Linked DNA regions of Sus scrofa: region 2 is linked to region 1. A link is a contact called in public Hi-C data. All regions are on one chromosome and are shown on one strand. The core of a region is the stretch at or near the end of the contact, and the rest is flanking DNA. Distances in the headings are between cores, read along the strand shown. Region 1 holds the start of SOX9 (SRY-box 9). Region 2 has its middle 530 kb from the start of KCNJ2.

Region 1 (6,151 bases), core at 1,206-3,705:
TTATGACTTAAAAATGCTATGTATTACGTATCTCCTATTACACAGTTGCATTAAAAGAGATTTATATAGGTACTTATTTATCTTGACAAATAATTGTGAAATAGTCCAAAATACCTTAAAGTCACAGTCCTCTTCACTAATTTATGCCAATAAACATGGGAATTACAATAAAAAGCAGCTAAACACAGACAGTCTGGTTAAAACTTCTGCCCGAAGGTCTGGTCTATGAGTCCCCTCTTGGGTCAGGTGTCTGCCGATCACACAGTTATGCCAACAACTGTCCCCTCCTTAGGACGCAGAAATCAGTCCATACTAAGCGGGACTTTTTTCCTCCCAAGAAAGGACGACGTTGTTCTTATACTTTGCGAGAGTTTGCACGGAGTCATGAATACAAGGCTATTGTATGAGGTCTCGTAAACTCATAAACAAGCTGCAAGGTTCTAGCCCACATCCACTTGTGAGTTACATTCGTTCAAAAAGTAAATACTGTTTAACAAGTCTGTGACTTACTACCTCCTGAAGAGTTCCATTTCCTAGACCAAATGTCGACTTCTTCGGAAGAAAAGGAGAGAAAACGAGATTTAAAATTTTTCCTCTAAGAAAACATTCTCTGAAATCTTGCAATAGAGTCCGCAATTTGCAAATGAGAAATAAGCAAGTCTTTGCTGTAATGCGGGCCGATACACAATAACAGTCATTTAATTCGGAGGCGAACACTGGCGAGAGCCAGAAGGAGGGGAGGATGGGATTTAAAACTGTTTTCCACAGTTGTGCGTTTATTTGTGATTCTGAAGACATGTAACCCACAGGCGACTAAGATTTTTCTTCTCCCCCAGTACAGAGACCCAACCAGGCTCTAAGCGGTTCGTGTAAACACAAAGGTTGTGCTCAAATCACACTCGAAATACATCAGAGACTCCCTCACCCACTCCCCAGAACTCCCAAATGTCCACAAGTCAGAGAAGAGCCTACTAAAGTCGGGACGACCGGCGCTTCACCGCTCCAGGTGCTTTGTAAAAAAAAGGGGGGGGGGGAAAGCAGGCAAGCAGCACGACTCTACCGAAGTGGAGTGTTTTGTCTGCGGCGGTGCGCATTTGTTTGGCCTTTTTCAAACCAGTGACCGGCCTCAGCCTCGCGGCCCAGAACAGCCACATTTGCAAAGTTCGGTTTCTCAAAGCCAGAGCAGTACGCAAACTCTTTTCTGCGGCAGCTCTGCTGTCGTTCTGACTCGGCCAGAGGTGAAAAGCAGAACTTTAAAGCACTTGCCCTGTCACTGAGGAGCGTCGGCAGGGTGGGAGTCGCGGGGGGTGGGGTGGGGGCTGGAGAAAGACTTGTCGGAGTTCAAGGTCGGCGAGGCGCGGGACGGCCCCGCGAGCTCGCAACTACCGCGTTGCCGCGACCTCCAGCCTGAGCCGGGACCTAGCTTTGGTTTTCATTGATTCCCTTTGCAAGAGCGCAGCCGAATCCCAACCGGCCGCACCAGTCCCTGTGAAGCAGAGCATGTTAATCTGTTTATATGGATTATTACAGAGGAACAGCGGGTGTTGAGTCACCAAAACATTTGTTTCAAAAGACAATTTCTAAGCACTTTCGGAGGAGGCAAGCTCCAGGCGCGGAAACTGGGCTACGCTTTAAGGAGCTACAGTTTTTTGAATACTGCAAACTCCCCTGGCTTAGTCCCCAAGACCGCGGAGAAAGCAGTGAACAGAAACGCTTGGGGGTGGGGATAGATCCTAGTCTACACACACACACACACACACACACACACGCACACGCGCGCGCGCAGAGATTCGCGCGGAGACGGTACCGAATTCTGACATTATGAGAGTACAGCAAACTTACACACTTGTAGGTCCCGGGTCCCCGCAGCACCCCCCCCCCCAAAACCCGCCGGACCAGCGGCAGTGCTCCCCTCCCCGCTCCTCCCCTCCCCTCTAGTCACCCAGCCCAGAGCCACAATCCTCCCCCCCCCCACCAGACTGCGCCAATCAGCTGCCTGACAACCCCCGAAATGCCGTGCTGTGATTGGCTAGAGGTCCCTAAGGTGAGGGGGTGTATTTATTAAAGAGCCCCTGGGCTGGGAGTTGGAGAGCCGAGAGCGGAGCTTGAAACTGACTGGAAACTTAAGTGGCGCCGCGACTTGCCAGTTTTACCCCCAGGAACTTTTCTTTGCAGGAGGACAAGAGAAAGGGTGCAACCGCCCCCTGCTTTTTGCTCTCTTTCTTCTCCTCCTCCTCTCCAATTCGCCTTTCCCCACTTGGAGCGGGCAGCTGCGGGCTGGCCACCGCGCGCCTTCCTAAAAGCTCGCCGCTGCAGCCGAGTGACGCGCCAGGCTTCCCGGGAGCCGCTCGCCCCGCGTCCGGGCAGCCGAGGGGAGAGGAGCCCGCGCCTCGAGTCCCCGAGCGGCCGCGGCTTCTCGCCTTTCCCGGCCACCCGTCCCCTGCCCCGGGCCTGCGTATGAATCTCCTGGACCCCTTCATGAAGATGACCGACGAGCAGGAGAAGGGCCTGTCCGGCGCCCCCAGCCCCACCATGTCCGAGGACTCGGCGGGCTCGCCCTGCCCTTCAGGCTCCGGCTCGGACACAGAGAACACGCGGCCCCAGGAGAACACGTTCCCCAAGGGCGAGCCGGACCTGAAGAAGGAGAGCGAAGAGGACAAGTTCCCCGTGTGCATCCGCGAAGCCGTCAGCCAGGTGCTCAAGGGCTACGACTGGACGCTGGTACCCATGCCGGTGCGCGTCAACGGTTCGAGCAAGAATAAGCCGCACGTCAAGCGGCCCATGAACGCCTTCATGGTGTGGGCGCAGGCGGCGCGCAGGAAGCTGGCGGATCAGTACCCGCACCTGCACAACGCGGAGCTCAGCAAGACTCTGGGCAAACTCTGGAGGTAGGAGGGCGCGGCAGGGTGGGCTCCGCGGTGGCGGGGGGCGCTGGCTGCGACTGTCTCTTCGCGCCCCGCCTCCCAGCAGGAGGGAGTTGACGGTCCGAGAGCTGGCGGGGCGGGGCGGGGGGGGGCGGTTGGAATAGGGACGAGGTATAACTTGGCTCACAGTTTGACAAAGTTCTTGGATTGCTCTTGGGGAATGGGGGAGGGGTAGGTGGAACGGGGAGGAGCCGTGGCGGGGGTGGGGGGGAAGCCGGAGAAGAGGAGAACACTTGTAGGAGACGCGGGGGGGGGCGGGGGGCTGCCAGCCGGATCTCCCGCCGCTGCGAAGTTCAATCCCAAGTGGGGGGTTGGGGTGGGAATTGAAGTTTGCCTCTGTTTGCCTGAAACTGCCCTCTCTCGTGAAGCCCTACGTCCAAAGAGATGGGATGCAGGGTGGGGGGAGAAACCGAAGCTAGAGGGCCCCCTGGCAGGAAGGGGCGGGGGAGAAGAGAGGCTGCTAGAAATAGGTGGGGGGGGGCTGCCATGGCGGGGCCAGGAGGAGCTCCTTGCAGATTAAGTGGTTTTTTAGAAAGTTTTTAAAGGATGTTGGGGACGGAACGGGGCGGGGGGCGGGTATAACTCCAGTAGCAAAGGCCTGTAGAGCGGGAGCAGCGAAGAGCTATTTTCATCTTCAGGGCTTCCAAAATAGAAGAGAAGGGGAGAGGGCGGGGCGGGGAGGGACCGGCTCAGGTCCGACTAGAAGAACCGAGATTTTTTTTTTTCCTTTTTTTTTTTTAAGAAAAGTTTTGAGCTGCAGTAGCGGGTGGAACGTGGGGAGGAGGGACGACGGGGGCAGTGTTGGAAGAGGCCAAGTGGTGGGGGCCACTCCCCCTCCCGCGGATGTGACAGCTCGGCGGGTTTCACAGAGCCCCTCTCTCTTTTTCTCTGCGCCCCCCCTCACCCCGCCCCCAGACTGCTGAATGAGAGCGAGAAGCGGCCCTTCGTGGAGGAGGCGGAGCGGCTGCGCGTGCAGCACAAGAAGGACCACCCGGATTACAAGTACCAGCCGCGGCGGAGAAAGTCGGTGAAGAACGGCCAGGCGGAGGCCGAGGAGGCCACGGAGCAGACGCACATCTCTCCCAACGCCATCTTCAAGGCGCTGCAGGCCGACTCGCCGCACTCCTCCTCGGGCATGAGCGAGGTGCACTCTCCCGGCGAGCACTCGGGTGAGTCTCCTCCCGGCCCCCAGGCCAAGCCACCGCCGCCACCCCGGCCTGGCCCCGACCGGCACACCCCCAGGCCACCACCTGGTGGGCTCTGCTTAGGGACTTTGAGCTTCTCGGGAAAGGAAACTCTAACCGCTATGCCTAGTCCTCCTCCCCTCCCGGCCCAAGGCCCCAGAAATACCATGAACACACGCGCGCGCGCGCGCACCCCACCTTAATCCCAGCATCCTAACAGATTAATTTTATTGCGAGGTAAAATGCCTTCACAGCTTTCCAGGACCTCTCCCTTTTTCACTTGGCTCCCCCACCCCAAAAGCACACACAGGGCTCTTCTACTAGTAGCAATTTGGTCTTCCGGACCCTCGGGGCCTCAGACGCTCCCCTGATAAAAGGCGAAGGCCTAATGTGTACTGGCGGGTTAATCATTGGGCGGTTTATCTCGGGTGCAGCTCGCCTCCCTCGCGAATGCGGGACTCTGGAGCGAGGCGGGAGGGTCCCTGGAGGGTTCCTAAAACTAAAGCCTTGGCACAGCCCTGGTTGATTTCCCTGTGCTTCTTTCTCTTTGCCTGCAGGGCAATCCCAGGGTCCACCAACGCCACCCACCACCCCCAAAACCGACGTGCAGCCTGGCAAGGCTGACCTGAAGCGAGAGGGGCGCCCCCTGCCAGAGGGGGGCAGACAGCCCCCCATCGACTTCCGCGACGTGGACATCGGCGAGCTGAGCAGCGACGTCATCTCCAACATCGAGACCTTCGACGTCAACGAGTTCGACCAGTACCTGCCGCCCAATGGCCACCCGGGGGTGCCGGCCACGCACGGCCAAGTCACCTACACGGGTAGCTACGGCATCAGCAGCACCGCGGCGACCCCGGCGGGCGCGGGCCACGTGTGGATGTCCAAGCAGCAGGCGCCGCCGCCGCCGCCGCCCCCGCAGCAGCCGCCGCCCGCCCCGCCGGCCCCGCAGGCGCCCCCGCAGCAGCCGCAGGCGCCTCCGCAGCAGCCGCAGGCGCCCCCGCAGCAGCCGCAGGCGCACACGCTGACCACGCTGAGCAGCGAGCCGGGCCAGTCCCAGCGAACGCACATCAAGACGGAGCAGCTGAGTCCCAGCCACTACAGCGAGCAGCAGCAGCACTCGCCGCAGCAGATCGCCTACAGCCCCTTCAACCTCCCGCACTACAGCCCCTCGTACCCGCCCATCACCCGCTCGCAGTACGACTACACAGACCACCAGAACTCCGGCTCCTACTACAGCCACGCGGCGGGCCAGGGCTCGGGCCTCTACTCCACCTTCACCTACATGAACCCGGCGCAGCGGCCCATGTACACCCCCATCGCCGACACCTCCGGGGTCCCTTCCATCCCGCAGACCCACAGCCCCCAGCACTGGGAACAGCCCGTCTACACACAGCTCACCAGACCTTGAGGAGACCTTAGACAAAGAGTGATGATGGCCCGTGATGCGCATAAAAGTAACCCACCGAAGAAAGACCGTAACCCACCAGAATTTCCTTTGGACCTTTTTTTTTTTTTTTTTTCCTCTTTGTTTTTTAAAGACCTTGACACTAAAGGCAACTCGAACCCACATTCCAAGACAGAAACATTAGCTATCCAAACGCATTACCACCTTGTGGCGAGTCAGTGGCCAGGCCACTCTTGCTTGGCTAGATGGACCAGCAGAACCGACAGGAACCTGGACTTGAAACCTTCCAAGCCCGCGTGGAGGGGGATGGAGATTCAGTGTGACCAGTTTGCTCAATCTCTCTGCCTGTTTGGACTTTGTAATTATTTTTTAGCCGTAATTAAAGAAAAAAGTCCTCTGTGAGGAATATTCTCTATTTTAAATATTTTTAGTATGTACTGTGTATGATTCATTACCATTTTGAGGGGATTTATACATATTTTTAGATAAAAAATTAAATGCTCTTATTTTTCCAACAAGCTAAACTACTTAGTTGAACAGTGTGCCCAGCTCTTCTTGCAACCAGAGTATTTTTGTACAGATTTGCTTTCTCTTACAAACAAACAAAAAGTGTGTGTGTGTCGTATTAACCCACAAAC
Region 2 (6,151 bases), core at 1,797-4,296, 1.2 Mb before region 1:
AGTATCCATGAGATGCGAGTTCGATCCCTGGCCTTGATCAGTGGGTTAAGGATCCGGTGTTGCTATGAGCTGTGGTGTAGGTTGCAGATGCGGCTCGGATCCTGCGTTGCTGCAGCTCTGGTGCAGGGCATCCGCTGCAGTTCTGATTCCACCCCTAGCCTGGGAACTTCCACATACTGCAGATGCGGCCCTAAAAAGCCAAAAAAAAAAAAAAAAAACCCAATAAATAAATAAATAAATAAATAAAAGATTAAATTATGTCAGCCTGTATTAACAGATCTTACCTAACGACTCAGCTATTTCTGTTGCCTCAGAATGGCCTCCTTAGGGAACAAGGACTGGTCCTCCCAGCCGTCTTAAGACACTTAGGTTCTCTTTCCTTTTACTCAAACAGCACCGTGTCCTCACTGCAATCAGAGCATTCATTTCTATGTATATTATTCTTATTTACATGTGTTTTGCCCTTGCCTGTTGTGGATATATTTCGAGAAGACAGGGATGAGGTTGTGTTTATCAAAACAGCACAAAGATCCTCTCAGTAGCTCAGTGAACACACCCAATAACATTTGTGAGATGGGAGTTCCCGTCATGGCGCAGTGGTTAACGAATCTGACTAGGAACCATGAGGTTGTGGGTTCGATCCCTGGCCTCGCCCAGTGGGTTAAGGATCTGGCGTTGCTGTGAGCTGTGGTATCGGTTGCAGGCGCGGCTCGAATCCCGCGTTGCTGTGGCTCTGGCGTAGGCCAATGGCTACAGCTCCGATTCGACCCCTAGCCTGGGAACCTCCATATGCCACGGGAGTGGCCCCAGAAAAGGCAAAAAGACAAAAAAAAAAATTGTGAGATGAAAGCAAAAGAATGAATGAATGGGTTGCTTTATGATGATGTGCAGAATGCATGGGCATCTGGGATGCCTGACTAGAAAGAAGATGTGCTTTTGCTTTGCTTGCCTATAGGGCATTTAAGAGACATGCTTCTGGCACATTATACACCTCTCGGGATACAGAAGATGGGAGGGTTGAACATTCTCCTAGGATGTTGGGGCGGAATGTCTGGAAAGCTCTCATTTTATAAATAATCCACCAAATTTAAACCTTGTTCAAATGTTGAGAACGGAGAACATGCTTTTAGTGGTTGCAAGAGAGCAATGACCTCTAACATCTATTAATATTCTGCCAACGTTTGGTTACTAAATTTATCATCAAGGATAGATGTTATTTTCTGCACCATATAGAATTTTCTGTTAGAACTGGAACTAAATTTAGAGGAATAACATACAGAAGTATGTGTAGGCTTCACTCATATGTCTATAAAAATAAATACCATGCGTGCATGGAGTCACGTACTTAACGTGGGCCATTTTTTAATGTGGATAGGCCTCTGTTATTTTCACTAATGGAGGGGAGCAGAAACAGAGATCACTTAAAAATGATCCGTGGTTCTCTTTGCAAGGCAGTTTTAAACGTTAGGTGTTCTGTTTGTGTTGCTTTTGAAACCAACTTTAAGCAAAGTGATGAAGTCCCACTGAAGACAATTCAAATGGAAGCCGATCATTTTAAGATCCCCTCCTCTCCAATTCTGCCTCGGAATATCTGAACCTGTTCCATGTGGGGAAGAGGGAGCATCTTTTTCCCTCCAAATATTACACAGCATTGATTTATGACTCCAGTTCTTAGACTTGGGAAGCTAATGGGTCTTAGTTTTATGGGAACACCTTCATAACTTTAGTTAAAATAAGACTAAGTGAAGTATAAGGAGATGTTGACAAAATCAAGTCACAGCGAAGGTACTTTGTTACCTATTCTCTGTCCCTTGCGAGTCTCCTTGGTCTGAGAGCAGCTGTAGACCTCCCCTGGGAACAGGCTGGGCTGACTGGCAGCTGGGAAGCACCTGCTGGGCTGGGTTGGCGGTTATGGCTGGTGTCGGTTTTGATGGGACAGGGCATCTGTTTCTGATTGGTTGTTGCCCCTGATCTACCAGTTCTTAAGTATGTTCAATATCAGCCCTGGGAATAAATAACCACACTATATTCTTGATCCTTCTACATTTGTCTGTGTACGGAAGAAAGTCACCTTTCTCAGAATTTGGTTGAGTGAAGGTTACATTTGGCCAAGTCCCATATGGAGGCGAAAATGGTGCAAAGCACTATAAAATAGGTTAGATGCCTATGTTTTAGAATACTTTTAAGGAAAGTAGAGAGAGAATGGCAAACAGCACCAATTACTGATTCACAAATTTAAGTCGGTCAGGTAGGCGGTCCATTCATTCTAGGATTCCTTGGCAAACTGATGAGATCGATGATTTCCAAAAAAAGGATTCCAGCAGGAGGTGAATATCCTCTATTTAACGCTGGATTTTCGTTTTTACAAAGCATCCCTTTTTTCATAGGTAGCGTATGTGAACTTTCACCCCTGACAGTATTTGCAGAGAGTAAACAAGTGGGGTACGAATTAAGACTTCTTCCTATTTTCACTTCCTACCCTTGTCAGAAACACAAAATCTGGGGAAGAGGGAGGCATGAGGTTCGAGGAGCAGGAGTGATGATAACCGCGCATAGAACTGAATCCATCTCTACCTGACATCCGACATTCACTTGCAGAAATAAACGAGTAATGGCACTTCACAACTATTTTTTTTTTTTTTTTTTTTTTTTGTTTAAGTCTGGCTGTGAAGGTACGCTTAGTGGCTAGACACAGCTGGAAATAATTGGGAAACAGAGTACAGTGCAAAAGAGTTTAAAAACCACATGGTCTCAATGATATTTTCACAGTGCTCCAAGCAATTTTCTTCCGCAGTCAAATGGTTTCAAGACTCTCCAGCTCAAAATTACCTACAAAACGTAAATGCCAAAAAAAGGTAAACTGCAATGCATTAGGACAAAACAACTAGGAACCCTTGAGGAAATTCCTTGTCAAAATCGTGAATAGGACCCTCTGCGGCACAGCCAGCCTCTCACCCAAACTGCCGTGTCCCTCATCCACTGCAGGGAAGGGGAGGAGGTGACTCACGCATGATGTGAGACATACACTTGAGTCACCGGCCCCTGTTTATTTCTGCGGATGGTGGCAGGGAGGAATTCTAGAACAAGTCTCTGAAGGTCTTCATCTAAGCAAGTAACGGTTTACTATGAGAAAGCGTGTGTTGCAACACGCCAAACCTTCCTTTCAGGTGGACTTTGTGAGTTAATGGACGTGTGAGTCAAAGAAAGGCTTAGAACATCTTTCCCCATGATATGTACTCTCATGAGCCACCCAACTATCAACAATTCAGAAGTTAAAAAGTCTTATGCCTAATTTGTGCCTCTGCATGACAGATGGCTTCGGTTGAATTAGATTCTCTAGGGGCCTGATGCCATATATTTCTTAAATCTTCTGATCACAGAGTTCCCGATAGGGCACAGTGGGTTGAGAATCCAACTGCAGTGGCTCAGGGTGCTGCCGAGGTGCAGGTTCAATTCTTGGCCCAGCCCAGTGGGTTAAAGGATCTGGCATTGCCGCAGCTGCAGCAGAGGTCACATCTGTGGCTCAGATTCAGTCCCTGGCATGGGAACTTCTTTATGCCATGGGTTCGACTATTAAAAAAAAAATTCATGGAATGATGTCACGTGATACTATCATCTGCTAATATGTCAATCTTTTTTAGCTACTTAAATATATTAGCAGCTATTTATTTAACATAGCGCATATACAGATAACTTTTCTAAGCTCTTTCCAAATGAAATCATTTATACTTCATAAAAATAATGTATTATTATCATCGTACGCATGATAAGACCATCATATTTCAGACACAAGCAAACAGCACAAGATGATAGCTGTTTGTTGTTAGCTGGACTGGGATTTTTTTCATTTCCATTCTCTTTTAAAATACATGAAAAACAAACGTATCTGAAAAGAATGAACTAGTATAGGAGTTCATTATTTCTTACATTAAAAAATTAAAACTGGCGTTGTCGCAAACTCTCATTCATCTCTGAGAAAGCCAAATACAAAACCCTAAATATTTCCTACATTAAAATGTCTTTATATTTTGCCATGAAGCAAACAGGATAGGGATTTGGGGCTGGATCAAAAAACACTGGAAACTGATAATATAAGGAAGATTAAGATGCAAGAGACCCAGAAGCTACTGGTGGGTGTTTAAGATATGTAAGATGTTGGCAAAGCTTAGCAGCAGCGCACATGAACACAGCTGGAAAGATTTCTAAAGTTGTTCCCACTGGGCAGATGCTAGTTGAAGAAGCTTTTCAGACCTCTTTCTAAGAGCTTATATGCTTATAAGTAATTATAATCCACTTTAGTTTTCAAAGAGAGTTGAGAGGTTTTTAACTCCATCAAAAAGCTATTTCTCTGTATTCTCAACACTTTGGATGAGGGTAAGATTTTTACCAAGAAGTGATAAACTACCCACTATGGGTCATTTTGATCCCTTTCCTTTTTTGTAAATAAAGTTTTATTGAAAACCAGAGAGGCTCATGCATCATGAATTGTCTATGGCAGCGTTCGCTCTGCAACAGCGGAGCTCAGTAGATGCAACAGGGACTGTCTGGCCGCAAAGCCAAAAGTATTTTTGTCTGGTACTTTACCAAAAGGGTTTGCCAACCCTGGACCTAGATGATTGTGGCATATGTTTAAAAAAAAAAAAAAAAAAAAAAAAAAGAAGGAAAATAAAGAAGACAACTTAGGCCTTCACCTTAGTCAACAAAGGGAGACAGTTGAAATTTCATGCTCCTTTCCAGACAGTGCCCTGGTCCCAGTGGCATGCCATCTGTCATTGCACCATCATGACCATTATTGCAAAGGACATCTCTTTGGCCTAACTGCAGTAATGCCACAGACAGCATTTGCAGAAAGAAAAGAAAAGTTGCCAGAGTCTGTTAGTTTGAGATAACATTTTATTGAATCCTCATCCTATTACAGAATTTCAGCTCCCTGATTTCATCTCTGCCCAAACAGCCTAACTCCTTCGATGTTTTTAATAGGAGGTAATTATTTTTACAAGATTTTAAACAAATCTCTGTAGGATTCAAATATTTTTCAAGACTGTCATAGATGGTATATTTTAGGATAGAATCCATATTGAATTAGCTGCTTCATAAAAGAGATGTTAAAATGATTGAAATCATGGGAGAAAAATTATTAGTAGATACATGTAAGTGACTCATGTCAGCATCATCGCTTACCATTTAAATTGTGGCACAGAAAGGTTGACTAATATGAGGATTCAGGATGCTTTATCTGTAGCTGTGGGTATGAATTAGCCCTCTAGGACTTAAAATAGACTGGGGAACTCTGATATAAAAATGAGAGGGATGATCCAGAAGTCCTTGGACTCTTAATACTGAATGTCACCAGGTAGCTCAAGAGTCTGACAATTTCACTACCAAACAGCTCAGAAGAATTCTTGGGGGATGATACAATTATATTAGTAGCAACTAATTGTATAAACAATTTTGTTAGTATATACATTAAAAATTTGTAGGGCTCAAATCATAGACCTCAAAGTATCTACAGTATGAACATTTGATAGAGTATAGTTTAGTCTGTCGGAATGGTGTTAGACTTCTTTCTAACAGAAGTTAGAGCAGAACCTGTAACATATTTGCGAAATAATGGGTTGACATACATACTTACCTGTAATTGCTTTCTGCTATATAATCACTTTTTTTGTGTGCTTTCTTAGGGCCATACCTGCGGCATATGGAAGTTCCCAGGCTAGGGATCAAATCAGAGCTGTATGTACCTACACCACAGACACAGTCCCAGCCACACAGGATCCAAGCTGCAGCTGTGACCTACACCACAGCTCACAGCAACCCAGATCCTTAACTCACTGAACTGGGTCTGGGATCAAACCCACATCCTCATGGATGCTAGTCAGTTTCCTTTCCACTAAGCCACAAAAGGAACTCTTGTAATCACTATTTTTATGTAAATTGGGTACTCCAAGATTGTTTTTTTAACAAGAGGATTGTCCTGGAAAGTATTCAGTATATCAACTCATTCAGAAAATGAAGCAGAAAATTAAATTACTTTTAAGTTGTCTTTTTGAACTGTTAATTTTTTCCTTCACACATTTAGGCAATAAAGCTACCTAAGCATCAGGAAGACACACAAATACATGTAATCTATACACTTTTTTTTTTTTTTTTT

What was found. Hi-C and Micro-C count contacts between places; a contact is called where the count stands out from the background.
Region 2: a Hi-C map of embryonic fibroblasts shows a contact between it and region 1, with 3 times the contacts expected there. The contact joins the enhancer-like site here to the promoter of SOX9 in region 1. A contact is called at or near these places in 14 of 47 Hi-C or Micro-C datasets (alveolar macrophages, brain, embryonic fibroblasts and 9 more).

The regions. Positions count from the first base shown.
Region 1 is chr12:8,643,619-8,649,769 of Sscrofa11.1, reverse strand. It overlaps SOX9 (SRY-box 9), which reads left to right and starts at 2,455. Exons shown (of 3, transcript NM_213843.2): 1 at 2,455-2,888; 2 at 3,840-4,093; 3 at 4,666-6,151. The coding sequence starts at 2,458. The coding sequence ends at 5,516.
Region 2 is chr12:9,820,611-9,826,761 of Sscrofa11.1, reverse strand. No RefSeq gene overlaps it. Among named protein-coding and RNA genes, the nearest start is that of KCNJ2, 530 kb to the left of the region's middle. Within about 2 kb of position 3,046, at least 2 of the 83 cell types and tissues checked have an H3K27ac peak or open chromatin away from gene starts, as enhancers often do. A contact at or near this core is called in embryonic fibroblasts, where this site is marked.